Regions from separate parts of the Hordeum vulgare genome. Here region 1 is linked to region 2. The links are chromatin contacts, called in public Hi-C maps. All regions are on one chromosome and are shown on one strand. The core of a region is the stretch at or near the end of the contact, and the rest is flanking DNA. Distances in the headings are between cores, read along the strand shown.

Evidence for each region. A called contact is a pair of places that touch in the nucleus more often than the background predicts.
Region 1: a Hi-C map of leaf shows a contact between it and region 2, with 3 times the contacts expected there. The contact joins the promoter of LOC123426799 here to the promoter of LOC123426797 in region 2. A contact is called at or near these places in 3 of 6 Hi-C or Micro-C datasets (leaf and seedling).

What each region holds. Positions count from the first base shown.
Region 1 is chr2H:490,350,542-490,353,785 of MorexV3_pseudomolecules_assembly, forward strand. LOC123426799 (chloride channel protein CLC-c-like) reads right to left here and starts at 1,935. Exons shown (of 8, transcript XM_045110688.1): 1 at 1,584-1,935.
Region 2 is chr2H:489,693,711-489,697,263 of MorexV3_pseudomolecules_assembly, forward strand. LOC123426797 (two-component response regulator ORR1-like) reads right to left here and starts at 1,347. Exons shown (of 6, transcript XM_045110687.1): 1 at 973-1,347; 2 at 633-691; 3 at 80-157. The coding sequence starts at 1,093.

The sequences.
Region 1 (3,244 bases), core at 685-3,184, 660 kb after region 2:
AAAGAGTCCTGAAAACAGGGTCAAATTGGCAACCATCCACCACGTACGTACGTACGCACGCACGCATCCAGACCAACCCAACCCAGCAGCTGATTCCCAACTGCTGCACGTGTAAAGGCGGTGGATTCCCGGCTTCCACGGGACGAATCGGGTTCGAGATCTTTTGGCCGCCCGGAAAACAAGAAGAGGGGTTCGAGTCCGCACGTCGCGGCCAGCTTTGCCGCCCCCCTCACGGCTCATCTCATCATTGTTAACTCGATCCTGATGTAAGATAACCCATTCCAACTGGATTCTATATTGTTACCTTTCCGGATCGATCAATCAGCGGACTCACTGCTCCATTCATCTTTATCCTTCCCACATGTGAACAAGAGGACAAGAAGAGTCGCTCAAAAGTAATCGCATCCTCTCTCTTTTTAATTGCACTATTCCCTCCGTTCCAAATTAAATGTCACACATTTAATAATAAATTAATATAAATTTTATATAGAGCAACGATACTTATTTTAAGACGGATGGAATACTATATACTACGAAATTCTCTTTCTTTTTAATTCTAATACTCCTAAGTCTTTTTAAAATTTCATTACGGATTACATACGAATGTATATAAATATATTTTATTAAAATATAGTTCATTCATTTTATTTCATATATACTCCCTCTGTCTCAAAATAAGTGCCTCAACTCTATTATAATTTTGTACTAAAATTAGTACAAACTTGAGACACTTATTTTGGGACAGAGGGAGTAGTTCATAGTGATTTTTTTTAAATATGTTTAAAATTGGAGAGAGTACTGTATAATACGAACTCAGCTAATCCATTGCATGCAGAGTAGTTAATTAAATTACGCTACTGGGTTTCGGCTTATTGCTGGTTAGTATTGAATCGATTCGTGTTATATCACATTCTGCTCAGCTGAGTAGTGTAATACATGTTGGAAAGAGTTCGGTTTCAAGGTTCAAATGAACAGGGCAACGGAATGCTACCAAAAAGGGCACTAATGTACAGCTTGCAGAAGGTACGTGTATCAATGATTCAATGTGTACTCGTATAGAGCCAGCAACAGAACGAGTTCTATTACATGGTCTAGCACTTATGATCTCGAGTTCTAGACCATGATGATACATAGCTGGGATGTCTCCTGGAGAGAGAAAACGAGACCATGCAGTTTTCTTTCTTGTTCAAAATTTGTTGTGCTCCATACGCTTTCCTATCACAACTTGACGTGTGCACGAGGACAACCGAGAGGCTCACCGTGTGGCTGCCACGTCGGGATCGAGCCTGGCCTTGCGTTTCCTTGTCGTTGAGACAAGCCTAGCTGATCAAATTAAGCGGCACTAGTTCTTGCTGAACGTACGTAGCAGCAGTACTTCTCTGGCCTGCAAGTGTTCTACGCCCTTCGCGCTAGCTAATTAGAAAGAGTAGCAGCATCTAGGTACCGCTCTTCTCCTCTGAGAACCAATCGGGGATGAACGTGCTCGCTCTATCAATATCGAGAAGCAACGGAAAGCTTGGACGGGAAACGAGAAAGAAAGGAATGCAAATCAACAAGCGGCTCAAGATGGAGCTCGAGATTACCTGACGGCCCTGAATCCCCCTGCGCCTGCTGTGCTCCTCTCGTGATCAAGAGCGGCCTCCTCCCCTGGGAAACGCCGACGGAGACGGAAATGGAAGAGTACGAGTCCCGCAAGGCACAGGGCGTACGGAAAACGGAAGGCCGTGGAAAAAGTGGAGGGAGGGAGGGAGGTAGAAGAAGGAGGCGGGCGGGACAAGTCAGGTGGCGGTATAAAAGAAAGAGACGCTAGAGACGAGGGCGAGATCCAGAGGCGCGCCCATTGGCTGCCGGGGGCGTTTCCCTCGATTAATATAATACTACTCCGTGTATATACGGAGTAGTATGTGGTTGCATGAAATGGCGGATCGGGATGCCTTCCTTCCCTTCCGACGCACTCGATCGCGGCTTTATCCGGGGCCGGCTCATCGGCCCTCCCAATCATGGCGCGGACGTGGGATCTGGTCTGCGCTGGCTCGGGGAACGTGTCCCTCGTGGCGCCGGCGGGGCCCGCGGCCAGCGCGGACACGTGGGACGGCTGATCGCCAGGTGGACTGGACGGCTGCGATCGGCCCTGACCTCACCTTACCTGCGATTTCGTTCTTTCGCTGTTTCTCGTCGGTGCCGTCTCTTCTTTTCTGGCATTTCCTCTGCTTCATTCATAATTGTCTGTGGTGCTTTTCTTTCTGAACCTAGTACTAGATTGGTCGGCTTGATGGGTTCTGAGCTACGACTGTGCTTGCCGACCACCGGTACCGGGGCATCGTCGTCATAGGTACGTCGTGCATCACGGGCGGCCTCGTTGATAATTAACCCGATGGGTTGCATGCATCACGGGGCGGCCTCCTTGTCAAATTAAGCCTTGATAGGGACGACTCTTCTGTAGCAAGAGGAAAGAGGAAAGATTCAAGGAAAGCGGCCGGAGGGCGAGAGGGATCTACAAGGCCTGAGAAACGATGCTAGTTTGCCTCACCTATGAGGTAATCCCACAAGCACCGGTCGCCGTAATGTCATATCATTATGGAACTTGAGGAGCTATGCGGGTCCGGACATACAATTGACTAACAAAGAAAAACAAGTGGTTCTTTTTTTTCGCTCTTTTCACATGCATGATCCCCATCTCATTTCTCTTCTTTCAACAGGACAACACACCACAGTATCCATCACATGGATGGTCTCTTTTTTACTTTCTTTTCTCAAACCAAATTAATTTGTAAATAGCAGTGGATGACTTCCTCCCATGTCCATGAACCGCGTCCGGACATAAAAACAAACATTTACGATATCAGATTACCGGTTAGCGTTGGAGATGCCCTAACGGAGCTTTTTTTCACAGGGAATCCGCTTGTCATTGACTACAAGATCACTTCCTTCTCCGTCTTGGGAATGATTTTTGTTTTTGCTAGATTTCAACAAGGACATGAATTACAACTAGGATTTAAACAATCATTTAAACTCAACTTTCTGCTAGAATTTAAACTACAGATTCTTCCTATGTTTGGAAGTGACTTCACATATGCGCGCGGGGGGGGGGGGGGCTTCGGTTGTCATGACAATTGCGCTTGCGCGGTCGACGAACGCATGTGCATCCTCGATGTGGGAGAAGCCACATTTTATTAGGTTGGTATGAGCATTGCATCCATTTATGTCAAGGCGGTAGCCGACATCCGGTCAAAGTAGAGGAGGG
Region 2 (3,553 bases), core at 97-2,596:
TTGTACCAGCCAGAACAATGACTGACAACACAAATGTGGAAAAGGAAATAGGTACTGCATGTGCAGCGAGGTTGTATACCTTGATGGCCTTGAGGAGGTCGTAGCCGGTCATCTCAGGCATGCAGTAGTCAGTGAGCACCATGTCGACGGCCTGCTCCTGCAGACAAACACCACAGGTGACAGAAAACAATTAGCATAGCATATTATTATTATCACCCTACTAATCCAAGCAACACCTTTCTCCAACAATGCCTTTTAACTTGTGCTCTCGTTGTCCTGTGGCTACCAGACAGCCCCGGCAGGCCGCTGTAAGACGGCGAGTTTTTATCCCTTTCCCCCCATAAAAAAGTGTCGCGACCTTTTTCTGCCCTCCCGTCCTCCCCTCCCAAGAACACAAAACCCTCACGCGCGCATGCGCGAGCCCCTTCCCCGTACGGCCGGCTGGCCACCGACAAGTGGCTCGCCGCCGTGGCGCCAAGCCAACGGCCAAAAGTGGGGGGAAATTAAGTAAGGGGAGGAGCAAGTCTTTGCCCGCTTTGCAGTTGATGATTGCTATGCAGTAGTGAATGCGAGGCGGCGATGTGCCGTGGACAGACAGAGCGGATGGAATTGGAATTGGAATTGTTTGTTACCTTGCCGTCCTTGAGCCCCAGGAACTCCATGGCCTTCTTGGCGCTGTCGACGGCGATGACTGTATGATGTGGTAGTAAGATTTAGTACAGAGCAAAACATGTTGTGGTAAAAAGCTCAGAAACGCCGTGGCGATGGGGAAGGAAATGAAATGAAAGGAAGATTGAAAACATGGGACCGTGACGATCGATTATGCTCTATCTGCAGTTTGCAGTGCGCACGCGTGCTGTTCAAGAGAAGGCGCGCGCATGGGCCGAGCGAATTAACGGAGCAAGAAGTCAACGGCCTCGCCATTAAAGGGAATTCGATGTCAAGAGAGGCATGGAAGGGAAGGGAGCTGACCGTGGAAGGAGCCGGCGAAGGTGTTGCTGCCGAGCACCAGCTCCACCACCTTCCTGTCGACCGGGGAGTCGTCCACCAGCAGCACCCTCGTCACGCCCTCCGCGCCTCCTCCTCCTTCCATCTCCCTCTCCTCTCCTCTCCACCAGACAAACAACCACCCCAGCAGCAGCAGCAGCAGCAGCAGGTCCTCCTCCTTGGCTCCTACTAGCGGTAATGGTAAGAAAGATACTAGAGAGAATTATCAGTGCGAGGCGTTGCACCGGAGTGAGGTGAGGTGAGGTCACAGGCGGCACCGAGAACGGCCTTTTAAGCAGCCGGGCGGGAGGCGGGAGGGAGTACGAGCATTTGATGACCCGGCGCACCTGCAGGCGAGTGATGAAGGCTCCTCTCCTCTCCTTCTTCAGGGGGGGGGGGGGGGGGGGTGCCCGCGAGCGTGGTGGAGAGAGAAGAGAGGGGGGTGGGCCCGGGCGCGCCCGCCCGTGCGGGCCCCGCCGGCGGTGGCCAGCTCGTGGGGCACGGGAAATGCTTTCCCCCTCCCCCTCCTCTAGATTTTGCTGTCGGGGAATCTCTCCACCCCCCTTCCCTTCCACTTTTCTCCGTCACCCTTTCCCTTTTCCCCGGTACGTCCGACGCGGGAGGAGGGATCGATCGCCACCGGTGGTACGACGGCCATCCGCGCGTCGTGGCGCCACGCGTTGCGTCGTATCATCGGCGGCTAAAATACTCCTCGTTATTACGTACTGTATTATTATTATTATTATTATTATTATCTTAGCGTTGGGTGATTATGTTCCTTGGTGATTGATTGAAAACCATTTGACCTGCCCCGGGGTCCGATCGCGTCCGATCCTTCTCTTTCCGGGGCCTCCTCCGTCGCGGGCGAGCATGATCGCGGCACGGCGTGGAGTGGGAGGTGCTAACTAAACAAAGTCAGCACGTGGATTCGGCGCGGGATACGTTCCAACCGTTTCGTGCTTTTTTTTTTGCTCTGCTTGTTGCTGGTATTATTATTATCATGGCGCTGGCTGGAGATGTTTATTCGCATGTCTGTGCCAACTAAATCATGCTCTCGTGGATGCGTATCTTGCGGATTATGTATGCATATGTTTCTCCTGCTTGAGTGCGGGCTGCGGATATGATTTGGTGTGCACATGCTAGCTAGTGGTGATATATGTATGTACTATCAGATAAGACGCTGCATCTTTTTTGCTTTGCTTGCCCTGTGTCTGTATCGAGCTAAATGTATGGCAAGTGGACGATATATAATATGGATCATGTTTACTAGTGCTGTGTTTGAGGCTAAACACAGTTTGCCGCAGGCTAGGCATACCACTGCTTGACTGTTCAACTTGCACTTGATCTCAAGAAAAGCTCCGGCTAAAGCAGCCAGTGGGATTTAATACACACAAGCAGGGATGACAAGATATTTACATCAAAAAACATATTCGATTGAATCATAAAATTCCACTACTAGGGAATTGAACGCACACAGTAATTGTTTCCTCACCCCCAAATGATCACAACGACACATGTTTATTTTCGTTGCTCCAGTTCTCTAACATCGAAACCATTTGCTTCAAGTCGGCGATAGGGCTTGCCGCGATGGCGTCGGTGGCTGCTATGGGCTTGAGTGCGAGAGTCAACGCTACTACTCTAGGCTACTCCCCCTGGCGGGAGTGCGTCGGGGATGGTTGCATGGTGGGTGGGTGGGTGGGTGTGTGTGTGGGGGGGGGGGGGGGGGGGGAGCTACTCCCCCGTGCTCGATGTGGAGAAAAGTTGACAACAATACAACACCATTATCTCACAAGCAAGGAAAGGGTGAAGATCCATCGCATGGAAATCCCATGTCATGGCAACCAGTTGTCGGTGGCAGTGGATCTAAAGAGGAGATTGTGGGAGATCCTTGACTCCTGCTTGTGGGATTATGCCCCCTTAAGGTTTTGGCTGATTAGTGACAAAATGGTTAAAGGATTAATGTATTTGTGAGTATACATAGGTGGAAATCTCTGAAAAATTTATTTAACTCAAGGCTTATGACCCCTAAAAATGTTGTGAAGATATTGAAGAATTCGACGCACTATTTGAAGAGTTTGAAGCCTGAAGAATATTTAATAGTTTCTTTATCCTTCTTTGAGTCAATAGGGCAAAGAGTACTGCTAAGGTGGCTTTAAGTGTTACTCAGACAATATGTCACTAGTCATGCTCAATTAAACCTATTTCTTTAGAGTTGAAGGCATGGAAATCTCCTTCCACGCAAAGTCTTCAAGCTTGCGTGTCAAATGTGATTCCCGAGAACACATTAGTTGTTGAGGACTTAGGTAACCTTAAGTTTTTTCTACATTGAGGGATTTGAGAGTTCAAAATTTGGACTGCCACTATAGCTGACAACATCACCTTAGTGGGTGCATCTCGTTCATCGGTCATATAGCAGGTGTCCCCTGGGTTGCGGACTCGGCTATAAAACCCCTATCTACAACATAAGTTGGCTAGCTGTTCTACATGATTTGAGACAAGTGTTGTCTGAGCAACCCATCATCGTGACAGATTTGAGTGAATCCTAAGTTAAGGGGAAAATCAACTC